5 separate regions of the Mus musculus genome follow, and all the other regions are linked to region 3. The links are chromatin contacts, called in public Hi-C, HiChIP or PLAC-seq and promoter capture Hi-C maps. All regions are on one chromosome and are shown on one strand. Each heading gives the region's core, a stretch centred on a gene start, on an enhancer-like site or on the middle of the called end of the contact. The rest is flanking DNA. Distances are from core to core; before and after follow the strand shown. Region 1 holds the start of Hipk1 (homeodomain interacting protein kinase 1). Region 2 holds the start of Lrif1 (ligand dependent nuclear receptor interacting factor 1). Region 3 holds the start of Inka2 (inka box actin regulator 2). Region 4 holds the start of Kcnc4 (potassium voltage gated channel, Shaw-related subfamily, member 4). Region 5 holds the start of Alx3 (aristaless-like homeobox 3).

Region 1 (2,700 bases), core at 27-2,526, 1.9 Mb after region 3:
GATGTATGAGTGAGGACTGAAAAATATAACTGATAGAAAGGCCTCTCCTAGACCTGCTCTCTGCTCACAGGACACAGGTAAAAATCTATGGTGGTGGATAGTCAGTTAGGGGTTCAGACTGTTCTTGTAAGAAAGAACACATTTTCCATCTCCTCCTCTTTCTTTTTTTTTTTTTTTTTTTTTTTTGGTTTTCAGAGACAGGGTTTCTCTGTGTAGCCCTGGCTGTCCTGGAACTCACTCTGTAGACCAGGCTGGCCTCGAACTCAGAAATCCCGCCTGTCTCTGCCTCCCAAGTGCTGGGATTAAAGGCGTGCGCCACCACTGCCCGGCACTCCTCTTTCTTTTAGGTAGGGCCTCTCTATGTAGATCAAGTTGACAAACTCACAAGAGATCCATCTGCCTCTCCTTCCAGAATCTTGGGTTTAAAGGCATGAATCCTGGGTTTAAAGGCACGTACCATCCTACCTTACTCTTATAAATACTCGACTCCAAGAAATGTTTCTCATTTTAAGAACCAACATTTTACAGCGCGGAAGGCATATCAAGTCCCACAGAATCTCTTGAGGCTGAGTTGGCAACTGTCTACTAAGATAACCTAGTTTTCAGGGTCATTTTTCTTAAACATTATGCCAGGTCCACTTTCCGGAATCCACCGCCTTTCTACCCTTCGTGGAGGTAAGACAATTTTTGTTTACTGCATGCATGGAGGAGCTGAGTTCGGATATTTTATTTCCTAACAGATTCTACGGTGGGAGCGCTTCAGCACAGGGAGGCATCTAAATCCCTTATGCTGCCCTGAAATCGACATGGCAGCAAACAATTTAAGTAAAAACTGAGAATTCTAAACCCTCAGAGTCATCCCCAGGTAGTCAATGTCTCCCTGCGCTGCCCAATCGCTGGGATGTGATTGGGATGTTGGGGGAAAATCACACTGGTTTGGGGTGATGTCACACTAGCTGAGATGACATCTAACTGTAAGAAACCCGACCGCCACCAAACGCCGGTTAAACGACCTCGGAGACTGCTGTGCGGAGAGGACTGGGAAACCGGTCCCCACACACTGTCCACGCTGGCTCCCCACGGAGGCCCACCCACACCCGCGGCCCGGGGCAAGATGCAGTGATCTCAGCCCTCCCGCTCCTCCGCACTTCCGCCTCAGTAGGTGTCATGGCGCTAGGTGGCTGAATGGTTCCGGCGAGGCGGGGCCGGCGGGATGGAGGCGGTCGCTCGGGGCTCCACTTGTCGGGTCTGGTGACAACGGCGGCTGCGGAGCGAAGGGCCGGGCCGTGGCCCCGGACCGCAGGGGAGGCCGAGGCGGGAGCGCTCGGCGCTGAGGCGGCGGCGGCGGGAAGGGGCCGGGTGGCAGGGCAGGCGGGAGGCTGGCGAGGCTCCGGCCGCAGGACGGGCGCGGGGACGGCTCCGGGGGGCGGGGGCCGGGGCCGGGGCCGGCTCGTGCGGGGGGTATGATGACCCGGCTGCGGGGCCCCGGATCGCCTCTCCTCCGCCGCCTCCTCGCGGCGGCCCCGACTCGAGGCTGAGAACTACACACACCGGCGGTGAGTCAGGCTCGGCGAGGGGCTGGGGTCGTGGACTTTGGGAGTCGGCGCCCCGAGGTGGGACGGAGCGAGCCGCAGACTCCCTTGGGTAGCCGGCTTGCTTGGGGTGCCTCTCTCGCCAGGCCCCGCGCGGCCCTAGGCGCCTGGTCGCGAGCGGCCAGGCGCGACTGCGTGCCGGAGAAAATGGGCAGCTCCCCCTGCCTCCTGCCTTTCCCTCCAGATCGTGTTGTCCTCAGGTGACAGGGGTCCGTCTGGCATCTCCCCACCGTACAGATCTCCACCCCAACCGCGGACTGCGGTGGCAGGTTCTTGTGCTTGTGCGTGTGCATGTCACCCCACTCCCTGTAGCTGTAGTTTGGGCGTATTGGTGCCTTTGGGGACCGGGAAACCGCATCTAGAGTAAATCGTGGTGGTCGGGCTGGTATGGAAGCTTTTCTGTTCTCTTGGTTCATGTTCTGTAGTCTTTGAGTATGTAATTTGTGATGGTGGTAACGCTGTGTGGGGACCAGCCCACCTATATGTTTATCTCTGCAAGGCAAAGCTAGAGGTCTAAACTTTTGCAGTCCGTCGTCGCCTTTAAAGCCAAGAACAACAAAATCCAAAACATTAAAAGATGGAAACAACCAAAAGCCTTTGGGTAGGACCCACACTATAAACAGCTCTGTAGGGCAGCGTCCCCCTTTTGTGCTTGGCAACCGAGACCTAAAAACTTGGTCTCTAGGAGCGTTGGTCTAACCTCCAGTTTGTTGTGGTGACGAACCGTGAGCAATGGCCTGTGTGTTTATGCTGGGCGCGTTTTCTTTCCTGTTTGGGAATGGGTACTGGAACGGGAAGCCGGAGAGGGGGTGGGGGCAAGCTCCAGTAAGTGAATCTTTTCTCTACATAACCAGTGACTCAGTTGTGGATACTCATAAGATGCGCATTCTTGTCTCTTTGGTGACACTTTGAGAATTCTCAGTAGTGTAGTGCAGCCACAAACAAGAGTTTCAAATGTAGACTCCGTTGCCCCAGTCCGCTCTTTATCTTGTTTCCTAGTAACTGATGAAAACAGCAGCATGGCTTCCTGCTGTAGACGGAGTGGGGTTAAATTAAGTGGCGGATGGCCTCAGCAAAACCTACAATTTTGCTCTTGTTTGTGTAAAGC
Region 2 (2,969 bases), core at 226-2,725, 1.0 Mb before region 3:
TCTTAAATTATTTCTTTTCTGTTGTTATCAAAATATTCCCTGATACCATTATTTTTATTAGAAAGTGAAACATTAGTCTCATAAATGGTAACAAACAAAGCTGCAATAAACACCAGGTAGATTTTCTTTTTTCAACCACAATCCCCTTTCATCAGTTTTGCTCTTAGATTTTATGTTGTTCATTTACCTTCTACAGACTTACTAATCTTTGCTTCTCAACAAGCACTCATTAACTCTGGAAAGCATAAATTAAAGAATTGTTCCTTAAGGAATATTCTGTTGTTCCTGCTTTTATTTCATCTGGATTAACACAAAATTAAAAGAAAAATGTTACTGGTGATACATTTCCAAACCAAAGACTGTCAGAACCCTTTGTAATCCTAACACGAGGTAAACCCAGGCTGTATTGTGGACAGTCCTGGCTATAGTGAGTTTCCTACCTAACCAGAGCCATACAGTGTTCCAACTGTTCCTTTGTAGAGACAACCAATGAGATGCACCCCTTTTAGACCCGTTTCAAATGTGTTACCTGGAAAAACACATTTCAAGTTTTTACTTTTCTCCATATTAGTTGAAATTTTCAAATACTAAAGTCCCTTGTTCTAGAACACATTTTCTAAGTACATTAAAATGGGACTATTTTCACTTGAAGTTACAGCGCCGCGGGGCTGCACTTGCTAATCCACGATGGGTGTTTTGGTAAGTGTTTGAGATTCTTGGAGCATCGCCAAGTTGGTTTTACTTCCGTGGGTATCTACTTGTTCCGCCTATGAAATTCGAGCGGGTGGCGTAGGGCGCGCTGGGGGCCAGGAGATGGTAGCTGCGTTGTAATCGCGGGCTGCTTTACATTTTGGAGAGGACTGGGAGCCAAGGGCTCTGCACTGGTGTGCAGTGGGTGCGGTGTAAGGAGGTGTGCTGTGATGGCGCTGTGCTCCCACATCCCCGCAGCTAGCACCCGGTGCGCGCGGCTGAACGTCAGCTGACGCGGCCATGACAACCTAAGTCACAGGGTGTGGGCGGGCGCCTGAAGAACTGGGAACTGGTACTTACCAGCGCGAGCCTGACTTTTCCTCTGCGGTTTTCAGAATGACGCTCTGGAGACTATTAGACATTTTAGATGGGTGGGAGGGGATAGGGCAGTGAATACTGGGGGGACAGCGTCCCCAAGTAGGCGCGAACCAGAGCACGGGTGTGGAAGGGCAGCGTCTGAGGCGAGCGAACAGAAGGGTGTGACGGGAGATAGTTGAGAGGGCGGCTCCCCCAGCTTCCGTGGGAAGTGGCTGTAGAAGCCGGAAGACTCCTACCTCAGGCAAGCTCACAGTTTTCCGGCGAGTCTCTTCTGGCTACGTGACGCATCACAGCCAGTCAGAGAGGACGTGGGGGGCGTGGCATCAATAGCACCACCCACGACAGGGCCTGATCGGAGTCTGCGCCCACTAAAACCGAGCTCCTAGAGCCAGGGATCCTAGGCATACAGCTACGTCACATATGGTTACCAAGGCGAATGGATCGCCATGGCCCCGCCCTTATGACGTGGTCCAATCGACAGCGAAGGTTGAGGTCTCTTCTTCCGGATCAAAGGAGGAACTAAAAGAGAAAGTGCTTTCACTGCCTACATGAAATGAAATACTTCCGGTGTCAGGCTTAAATTGTCTGCACTTGTACATGCGCTTTTGCAAGCCAATGTAATAATGTCCTCCTTAGCAGTTTTATTCAGTAGACACAGATAGGCATTTGGTAGTTGCCATAAATTGTTGAAAACCTTTATCTCCCTTCTCATGGCTAGAAGTGATTATTTTTTTCTGTTTCTTGAAGTTTTGCTCTACATTAATCGATTAACCATTTTCTCCATTCCCACACTAACACCTCAGTTAAAACTGTATCTTACTGTCATGTATTCAATTCTTTGAGTGTCTGTGCATTAAATCCCCTGTATAAACTTTTTGAAACTCTTAATTTCCAGAAACCAGCTCTAAGAATTCTCTAGAGTCCTGCAGTTAATGACTATTTGAGAATTGGGATCATACTGTTTAATGGGTAGGAGGAATTATAGTTTAATTAGGTGTGGAATATTATGAAAGTGTTTTCAAAGATAAAATTTTATTTGACATAGGCAATCTTGTATGCTGCAGTGTTCAAATTCAGGACACTGATAAGGTAGACAATTTGAAGGTTTATATGGTTATTTAAAAATGGAATTACCAGGCTTAGTGACACACATATGCAATTCTAGCGCTTGGAAAGTACAAGCAAGACGATAGGGGCTTTAAGATCACCCTTGGCTACTTAGTAGAAGGCCATCAAGAACTACATGAAATCTAGTCTCACAAAAAGGGAAGAAGAAAGGTTTACTCATACCCCTAACTGCTAAACGTTAAAGATTTTTAAGAACTTCAGGTTTTGATATGTCAAGAGAAAGTATCATTTTCCTATTTTTGTATAGCACATTTATTTGACAATAAAGTACCCTGTTCTCATACTAAAGACATCAGGAAAGATAGGCAGACCTTAATGCTTTCAAGCTTTATGGCATCTTTTGTCTATGTAATCAAAGTTACTAGGAAAAAACAACAATGACAACAACAACTAAAACAAACAAACAAAAAAATCAAATGCGTTTTGCTACACATTGCTGTGCACACCTTTTATTCCAGAACTCAGGAAGAGGCAGGTGGGTCTCTGAATTTGAGGTCAGCCTAGTCACCAAAGTGAGTTTCAGGTTAGCCAGGGTTATACAGTGAGAACCCTCTCTAAGAGTTTGTGTGTGTCTAAGTGTGTGTGTGTGTTGTGTGTGGGGGGGGGGGGTACGGCACTTGGGAGGCTGCCTACCTTGTTTGCTATCTTATCAATTGCCATTTATTGATTATATTTTCCAGTCGGGCTTTTCTTATTCATCTGGGTTAAAGCTTCAAGACTAATTATCACAGGTTGTGCTATCCAGATGTTGGGAGGACAAGAAGTTTATTAGA
Region 3 (2,700 bases), core at 87-2,586:
CTGGGTGACCTGACTGAATAGAAGAAAGAAGGAGCTAAGTGAGCCAGGAGGGCCTACTGCCATGGGAGATAAAAATGAAGGAGACATTGAGAGGTGGAGTGGGAGGTAGAAGCTAAGGCAGTCTAGATGGAGAAGGGACGGGCGGAGCTGAGAAAAGACGCACATTACCTACCTATCTGTCTGAATCCTGGTGGTAAAGGAAAACCAGAAGGGAGGGAGAAAGGGAGGGAAGGAGGGGAAGGAGGAGGGAGAGGGGAAAGAGGAGAGAGAAGAGAGACAAGAGGAGAGAGAGGCAAGAGAAAGAAATCAGAATTCACCTGGCTTCCCTAACACAGCCTTAACAGTCACTTATCCCTCTTCAGTGATTCATCCCCCCACTCCAGGGTAGCATACTCACCCTCAGCACCCCGAGGCCCCGCACACTCCCAGCGCACTCCCCAAGCCCAGACCTGACATCTGGCCGAGCCTCCACAACTCCCGCTCCGCGATCTGCCAGGCGGCACCCCTCCTCCCCCGTCATTACAGCTGCCACCCCCCTCCCTGCTGGCAGACAAGCCCGGGCAGACAGCCGGCCAAGCCTGCCCCCGCAGCCGCGCCAGCTCTGCCAAGCCCAGCAGAGCTGGGGGCCCCGGGCGGTGCCAGCTCCCCACGAGCGAGCGAGCAGTCCAGCCTGACCTCCTGCACAGGGCAGGGACCTGTCTGCGCGCTTCAGGAGCCCGGCACCCGACCACTGGCGCCCGATGCCTGTGCCTGTCATTCCTGCGACTCTGGACACTTGAGCCTTACTCCGTCCGTGTGCCTGTCCCCTCTGGGTGTGTCCTCCTTTCTCTTCAGTTGTTCTGTCACATTCAACTTATCTGGGTGCTCTGACTCCCTGTTACTTGTCCATATCTCATCAGAAATCTTTGCCAAAGTTTGTTACCTCTGAGCAACGTCCCTAGCCTCTACCTACCAGTTGGCATCCTCTCTCCTCTCCTCTCCTCTCCTCCCCTCTCCTCTCCGCTTCCGCCCGGTGCACGGAGCGCGGGGGGGGGGGGGGGGGGCAAGTCAGGTACCTAGGTCTGGGTGGAGCAGTCCTCCCTGTCCCCAGGCTCCTGCTCCGATCTTACCAGCTCCTGTTTGAGGCGACGCAGATAGCAGTCCATGTCCTTGCTCTCCTTTGTCATTCGCCCATTTGCTGGGCTCGGGCTCACGAGAAAGTAGGGTTCTCAGTGCGCTCCGCGCCCTTATCCGCGCTGAGCCGAGCCTCAGCTCCAGCGTGGGGACTTAGAGCGGCGTTCCCCGCTGCTGCCGCTCAATGCCCGGGATAGGGGCGGAGGAAAAGTGCAGCAGCCAATGAGAACTCAGAAGGGGTATCTTCGGCCAATGGGAAGAGCGGTCGGGGAGGGGGGGTGCTCGGGCCTGGCGACCCGAGAAAGTCTGTCACCGGCCTTGCAGACAGCAGCAACTACTGGGAGACTCGCAGAGGTCTTGATTAGGTTCTGGGTTCTGTGGGGCATGGAACTGGCAAAGCCCCCAGTCAAGTGCATTCATTGTCTATTATAAAGGAAGAACGCAGTTTTAGGATTGAGGACTAGGACTAGGCAGGAGGGTCACAGTGTTGAATCTTAACTCCTTTCAGAGAAGAAAACGCTCTCCTTTGCCTTCCCCTTAAATCCCTCAGAAGCCTTTTCTTTCTAAAGAGGGTCCTGGAAGTTCACGGCTCCATTTCATCTCCTCCGGGCCCACTCCTCTCTAGCGCTAGCGGAAGGAAGCGGCTTCCGCTAGGTCTCAGCTGGTGTGGCAGTCTATTGTGTTCAAGGTAGACCTGGTGATACTGAGTAAGAGAGACAAGGTCTCAGCCTTGCATAACTTTTATCGTGGAGGAGAAGGAACTATGAGACAAACAAGTAAATATGAGGATAGTCACTTCAGAGAGCGAATTTTAATGGAAGATTTAAAGATGGGGTGTTGGGAGCTGTTTCAATAGAGTTGGCAGGGAGTGGAGAAACAGGCCTTTCCCTTCCTAGAACTCCCTAATGCTGGCCTTCTTGAATAGGGGAGAAGAGGACTTGAGGACGCTCTGAGGATAGTTGACAGGCATTTCCCTGGTACCCATGCAGTAACTCCTAGGGGTGTAAGGGGTGGAGTTGGGGCACAGCGAAAGGGGTGCTTCTGCAGGCCAGTCCAACTCGATACTTCTAAAGCCGGCCTCCTGGCCACTTGCCTGACTTAAGTTACCCTCGGTGAGCAAACACCTCACCATTCGGCCTGCCAGAGTAATTAGTAACAATTTGCTTTGCTTTGTTTCAAGAAAATTAATAGGGGAAAGTTTGCCCCTGGCAAGATTTTGGTGGTCTGTGTGAGACAGAACCAAAAGGATGCAAGAGAAGCCGCGAAGGGAGAAAGCAGACACTGTGGACATTCATTTGATGCCAGCCAAGATCACTTCTTCAAAAACATTTAGGGGGTAGGTGAAGAACTTGGTGACTGTGACTATGCTCCTGGCCTATCTTCTCACTCCTCTTCAGAGTGATGTGCCAGTCAGAAAGTTAGGCTGGACGGTGTTGGTGCTGTTGAATCAGTTCAAGAAAGTAGTGGGTCAGAGCAGCATCCTCCACCATGACCCTCCTAGGAAACAGAGGTGGGTTCCCCACCCTGAAGCCCCACCCCTTTTACACAGTTATATCTTCACCCTGCAGAACAGCAGCCGGTTGTAAG
Region 4 (2,811 bases), core at 259-2,758, 1.8 Mb before region 3:
AGCGCTCAGGTGTCACCAAGGGCTGCAGTGGGTGGAGCTGAGGGCTACGGAGAGGCGGGGAGTGGGGCCGAGAGGGGATGGAAGCGGAGGCGCGCAGGGGCGGCGCGCGACGCTGGGCACTGGCTGCTAGCGGGTTACGCGCCTCCGCTGGGCTGGGATGCGCGGATGAAGGCTGAGCTCTGCTGCCCGAGCTCCGCAACGCCCCAGGTCGGCCTTGCGCCTCGCAGCGCCGCGCCCACCCCGCCCCGCGGAGGGTGCGCCCTGGTCAGGCGAGGCCGAGAGGAAAAGGCGCCACTTGGAGCGTCGCATCCTCTGTCATCGCGGGAGGGAGTCGCAGAGCCCTTTGAGCCCCATTCCTCTGGCGCCCAGGCGCTCCCTTCCCTAGACCACCTCGCGCCCGCCCCTAGCAGGGAGCCAAGGCCGGCGCCCCGCCCGGAGATGGGCAGACGCGCAGATGGCGCGGCTCCCGGCGGCGCCAGATCTCAGGAACCCGGCGCCGGGGCGCTGCGCTGAGGCTCCCTCTTGGCGCGGCCCAGGAAGCCTGCAGGTGTCCTTGGCCATTCGGCCACCGCCCGGGACACTCCGCCAGCACCCGGTGCCTGGCTCTTCAGAGCAGCCCCGCCCTCCAGGCTCTGCGCCGCGCAGGACGCCCCGTCTGAACCCCCCCTCGTCCCGGCGCGGCCCCCGCAGCGCTGCATCCAGCCCGGCGCAGCTCCCGGCCACGGACGCAGGACCCAGGCTCGCTGCTGCGGGCGCGCTTGTTTTCCTGCCGCCTGGTCCTGAGCAACCCCCACCCGCTGGTCCGTCTCGCTCGACTCAACCCCGCCCGCCATCGGTGCTCCGCGCTGGATTTATGAATGGGGGGAACGGGCCACATGCCCGCCACCGCCGCCTCGAGTTGACCGCACACTGCCCGGCCCCGCAGAGCTCTGGCTACCGTAGGAGCATCCGCCCGGCCCCGGTAGCCGCTCCGAGGACTTGTTGCTGTTACGCTGCTGCCTCCGCCGCTGCCGCCGCCCGGAGAAACCCTGCCGCCTTCGGGCTCGCCGCGTTCTAGGAGCCAAAGGGTGGCCCGTGTGAGTGTGAGCGCGCGCGCCGCGGACCCTCGCAGTGCTCTGGGACTGTGCGCTTCTCTGCCTTTCTGGGGTCGGGGGGGCGTGTCCCCGGCCCAGAGCATCCTTGTGCTTGCCCCTACCTCCTGGGACCCCGGACCCTTTGGTTTGAGTCCTCGACCCAGGTCTTCACCTCCTGCCTCCACTAGGTTCTGCCTGCCTAAATCCCAACCACCTGTGCACCACAGAAAGCCAACTCTTCCTGCTCCGCGCCCCGGGGGGGTTGGGGGGGAGGCAGGGGCAGAGCCACTCCGCAGAAGGGGCCGCTACCACCTCCTGCCTCCTCCTCCTCCTCCACCTCCTCCTTGTCGTCTCCTCCCCCTCCCCGTTCTGACGCTGCCTCCTTGGGAAGGGTGTTTGGAGGGCAGCGGCCGCCCCAAGCCGGAGCCCCGCAGCGCTTCTTATGATCAGCTCGGTGTGTGTCTCCTCCTACCGCGGGCGCAAGTCGGGGAACAAGCCTCCGTCCAAAACATGTCTGAAGGAGGAGATGGCCAAGGGCGAGGCGTCGGAGAAGATCATCATCAACGTGGGCGGCACGCGACATGAGACCTACCGCAGCACCCTGCGCACCCTACCGGGCACCCGCCTTGCCTGGTTGGCGGATCCCGACGGCGGGGGTCGGCCAGAGTCGGATGGCGGCGGTGCAGGCAGCAGCGGCAGCAGCGGCGGCGGCGGCGGCGGCGGGGGCTGTGAGTTCTTCTTTGATCGGCACCCGGGTGTTTTTGCCTATGTGCTCAACTACTACCGTACGGGCAAGCTGCATTGCCCCGCAGACGTCTGTGGGCCTCTCTTTGAGGAAGAGCTCACCTTCTGGGGTATCGATGAAACAGATGTGGAACCCTGCTGCTGGATGACCTACCGGCAGCACCGCGATGCTGAGGAGGCACTGGACATCTTCGAGAGCCCGGACGGGGGCGGGGGTGGCGCAGGGCCAGGCGACGAGGCTGGCGACGATGAGCGGGAGTTGGCCTTGCAGCGCCTGGGCCCCCATGAAGGAGGCTCTGGCCCTGGTGCTGGGTCCGGAGGGTGCCGTGGCTGGCAGCCCCGAATGTGGGCGCTCTTCGAGGATCCCTACTCATCCCGGGCGGCCAGGGTGAGTGGCAGAAGCCAGGATCTCCCCATCTCCGTGCCCAAGGGTTTCTTGGTGTTAGTGTTGGTAGGTCAGATGGGGAGGGGGTTGGAAGGAGACTGACGTACCTGGCAGACGATAACTACCTGCCTCCTAACACCCACCCTCCTTGGTCTCCTGCATGCTCCATCAGGAAATTGCACACACTTAACTTACTACTTGGACCTGATCCGAGCTGTCTGCTCTGGCACATGCCCCTCAGTGAGTGGCAAGCCTTCAACTTGAGCATTTCTCACTCCTTTTTGATCAGCACAATTGCCCTCCACAGGACCACAAAGTCCTGGAGAGCTTAAACTTGGCCTTTTTCAGGGGTGAGGCCGGATCAAGAGAAGGAACCGTGGATTATGTAGGACACTTAACCTGTTTCTATCCTGCCAGCAGCTCTGTATGCAGGCGCCTATGGATTTCAGAAAAGGGGGGGGGGGCATAGTTTCTAGAATACCTGTCTCATAAAGGACAGAGATTCCCCAGAACACAGGCCCCCTCTCCTGAGAGAGGGCATTTTCTCCTAGGAGCAGGCCATGTCCCAAGGCTTTCTGTACCTCAGTCACAGCCTGGCTGCTGCTGACA
Region 5 (2,884 bases), core at 330-2,829, 1.9 Mb before region 3:
GCCTTTTTCAAACGGCATTAGACACGAAGCTCCGCGGACTTGCTCATTTCCTCCGATGACCCCAACACACCTCCCGGGCCTCCCCTGCACACTCCCGCCACCCGGACGGGACGAAGCCAGGAGCTGCTCGCTGCCCAGCCTCTCTGAGGAGGCCCGCGAGGAGCAGGCGATTGCCGCATTGGCGGATCTCCCGGGATCTAGTTTTGGGTCTAGGCTACGAAATGTGGCTGCATACGAGGGGTGGGCGTGGGTGCTGAGCCACTCGTGGGTCAGCGAGTACAGTGGGCGGCAAAAGAGTCTTGGCAGGCCCTGCCACTCAGGCGCATTCTCAGATAATGGTACGGTCCGACCCGCCTTAGCACACAGGGCACGGTCCCCGGAGTGGGATGCGCCCTGGGATTTAGGATAGTTCGGGACCGCTTCCGACGGCTCAGCGGTGATGATTCGGTGCCGAGATGCCAACTGCAAGAAGGGTAGCCATCCCCGTGGCGACGGGGAGGCCAAGTTAATCTGAGAAACAAGAACATAGTTATTTGATCTTGAAGACAGTCCCAGTTCTGAGGGGGAGCAGCCACCGCCACTCTGCGGAGCGACTTAACGGCATCAGAAAACCTTTTCCTGCAGAGGCTGGGCCCGAGGATGAGAGCTGGGTAAGTCCAGGACACAGCCTTTCCCTCGCTGAGTCCAGTTTGGCCACTAAGTCGAGGCCCAGCCTCTACGCCCTCAGCGGGCGCCATGCACAAAAGCAGAACTCTTCTCTCCCAGCTTTGGGGCCCAGTTAGGCTCCGGGGCCCTCCACCCAGTCCCCTCTTCTGGGTCGGTGGCAGAGAGGCTCGGCTCCGGATGAGCGCGATCTCTCCTCCCAGGTTCAATCACCTTGGGGGTCGGAATGGGCCCAAGATCGTCCCTACTCCACCCTCCTTTGACCTCCCGCCTCCCATTGCCTCTGCCGGCCGGGGACACAGGCGATTCTGCGGTCCCCAATGCCCTGGCCTTGTCCGGCCAGGCCAGCAGCGATCTAGCGAGGGAATCGTGGAAAATGCGAGACGTACCCAAAGTTAAGAAGCAAGAAAGCGGGAGAGTCGGGGAGACCAGGAAGGGCTGGGGATAAGAACGACATGGGGTTCCACCACCACCCCCGACCCCCGGCGTGTTACCTTCCGCGGAGCCCTCGTAGAAGTGGCCGCCGTTGAGCACCGGGCCTGGCCCGAGGTCCTGCAGGTACTTGGCGGGCGGCTTGGCGGGCTCTGGGAGGTAGGGTTCCAGGGGCCCACAGGCCGGGAAGCGGCTCAGGCGCGGACCGCGGGGTGGCGCGGGGTGCAGGTGAGGCGCAGCATCGGGAGTCCCCTGGGGACCCGGAGCCTCGTCCCCCGCGGCCGCGTAAGGACCGGCCGCCGGCCCCACGGAGAAAGGCGCGCAGCGCTCGGGGTCCATGCCGGCTCGGGCTCACAGGCCGCCGGAGCTCCGGGGCTCCCGCTAACCCGCGCGGCCTGTGAGCCAAGGGGGAGGGACCTGGGCTCGGGGGCGCGGAGCCCCCGGGAGCGGCGCGCGCCGCGGGGGGTGGGGGGCAGGAGAGGGGGCCGCGCCTCTGACTTAATGCTGGAACCATCCACGTCACGTGCGGCCCCGTGCGGGTTAACCCCTCGGAGCCCAGGAACACCCCCACCCCACCCCATTCACCCCGAGTCTGGTATCACAAGCAGTTGGAAGAGAAGAGAGGGAAGCTGCTTCCTTTCGAGGGCAGGATCCCTTTTGTCTAGCAGTCGGGTGAGTCCTTGGCTCTGAGCTGCACCCTCAAGTCCTGATATCCATCTTAGTGGCTCTTGGCCCTGGGGAGGTGAAACGGTGAGGGCAGACATCCTCCCCACCCCCGCACCCTCCCCCATCCCTCCTCCAACATTCTCTTTGAGGCCTGATCTGACATCAGTCTGAGAAGAGAGGCCTCTACTGTGGTAGAGTTTCCCCTTCACCTTGCTCGGTTTATTTTTGCTGGTAGCTGGAAAAAAGCAAGGGCATCTCCCTTAGACACTTGTTTTGCCTGGACATCCTAGAGACTGGATGCTGTGGAAACAGCAGGGGGCTTGGGAGCTTGGGCCTCAATACTGTCATTGATTATCTGTGATTTGAACCTCTCACTTAGCGTTTTCAGCTGACTGTGGTCCATCTACATTTGGTGGTGAGTTCCAAAGCCCAGGCAGGCCAAAACAGACAGAGAGATCTCTAGGTTTCACAGTGGTCTGCCCAGGTAGCTTTTTGGGTCAGCTATGGAAGAGCAGAAGGGTCATTGTCCTTCTGAGCAGCATAAACTGAATGTCACTCAGATCCACTGCAAATTAACTGCTTCAGGCTTGCTATTTTAGACATAGCGAGGGTAGGATTGCATCTCCCAAAGGTGAGTCTCCTCGACCCAAAGGAAGCCTAGGATTAGGGTATAGCTTAGCCTTTCTGAAACTGAATAATCCTTACTGTGCCTAAGATCTGGGAAGAAATACCAGAGGTCCTTTGGACCCGAGCTTAAAGATCCCTTAGGTCCGGGTTAAAACATTTATATTTTTAGGACCCCTGGAGATTAGCGAGAGGGGCAGGGAGTCAAACATCATTTGTATTCTATTTGAATTCTCATTTTTAAAAGGAATCTAAGAGGCCTGGTGTGAACACCTCCCTCTTCCGTTGGAGGCTTAGAGGAGGTTTCTTGGCTGTCCTCAGCCAGAGTTGGGCTGTAAATCAAGGCCAAACAGGAACCAGAAGCCTTGCATCTCACAAGGAGTCATTAAGCCATTATTAAACATACCGTAACTTTTCTGAAGCCTTATTGGCTTAAACACCACATTGGAGGCATTATGGCCATTAGGGCCCCTAATCACAGACTGCAGGCTAGGCAGAG

The links. Promoter capture Hi-C pulls out the DNA fragments that hold promoters and counts their contacts. A called contact is a pair of places that touch in the nucleus more often than the background predicts. HiChIP or PLAC-seq counts read pairs in DNA pulled down with a chosen protein or histone mark.
Region 1: a contact with region 3 is called in a Hi-C map of B cells, with 5 read pairs. The contact joins the promoter of Hipk1 here to the promoter of Inka2 in region 3. A contact is called at or near these places in 1 of 39 promoter capture datasets (pre-B cells) and 1 of 484 Hi-C or Micro-C datasets (B cells).
Region 2: a promoter capture Hi-C map of liver shows a contact between it and region 3, with 2.7 times the contacts expected there. The contact joins the promoter of Lrif1 here to the promoter of Inka2 in region 3. A contact is called at or near these places in 3 of 39 promoter capture datasets (the C10 cell line, liver and pre-B cells) and 1 of 115 datasets of contacts at active chromatin or transcription factors (double positive thymocytes).
Region 4: an H3K27ac HiChIP or PLAC-seq map of embryonic stem cells shows a contact between it and region 3, with 7 times the contacts expected there. The contact joins the promoter of Kcnc4 here to the promoter of Inka2 in region 3. A contact is called at or near these places in 3 of 39 promoter capture datasets (hippocampal neurons, liver and pre-B cells) and 1 of 115 datasets of contacts at active chromatin or transcription factors (embryonic stem cells).
Region 5: an H3K4me3 HiChIP or PLAC-seq map of embryonic stem cells shows a contact between it and region 3, with 6 times the contacts expected there. The contact joins the promoter of Alx3 here to the promoter of Inka2 in region 3. A contact is called at or near these places in 1 of 39 promoter capture datasets (liver) and 2 of 115 datasets of contacts at active chromatin or transcription factors (both in embryonic stem cells).

Annotation. Positions count from the first base shown.
Region 1 is chr3:103,789,851-103,792,550 of GRCm38.p6, reverse strand. It overlaps Hipk1 (homeodomain interacting protein kinase 1), which reads left to right and starts at 1,276. Exons shown (of 16, transcript NM_010432.2): 1 at 1,276-1,556.
Region 2 is chr3:106,720,188-106,723,156 of GRCm38.p6, reverse strand. It overlaps Lrif1 (ligand dependent nuclear receptor interacting factor 1), which reads right to left and starts at 1,475. Exons shown (of 4, transcript NM_001039488.1): 1 at 1,051-1,475. The coding sequence starts at 1,112.
Region 3 is chr3:105,703,235-105,705,934 of GRCm38.p6, reverse strand. It overlaps Inka2 (inka box actin regulator 2), which reads right to left and starts at 1,336. Exons shown (of 2, transcript NM_175398.4): 1 at 1,110-1,336. The coding sequence starts at 1,166.
Region 4 is chr3:107,457,595-107,460,405 of GRCm38.p6, reverse strand. Kcnc4 (potassium voltage gated channel, Shaw-related subfamily, member 4) reads left to right here and starts at 1,508. Exons shown (of 4, transcript NM_145922.3): 1 at 1,508-2,205. The coding sequence starts at 1,516.
Region 5 is chr3:107,593,726-107,596,609 of GRCm38.p6, reverse strand. It overlaps Alx3 (aristaless-like homeobox 3), which reads right to left and starts at 1,579. Exons shown (of 4, transcript NM_007441.3): 1 at 1,158-1,579. The coding sequence starts at 1,434.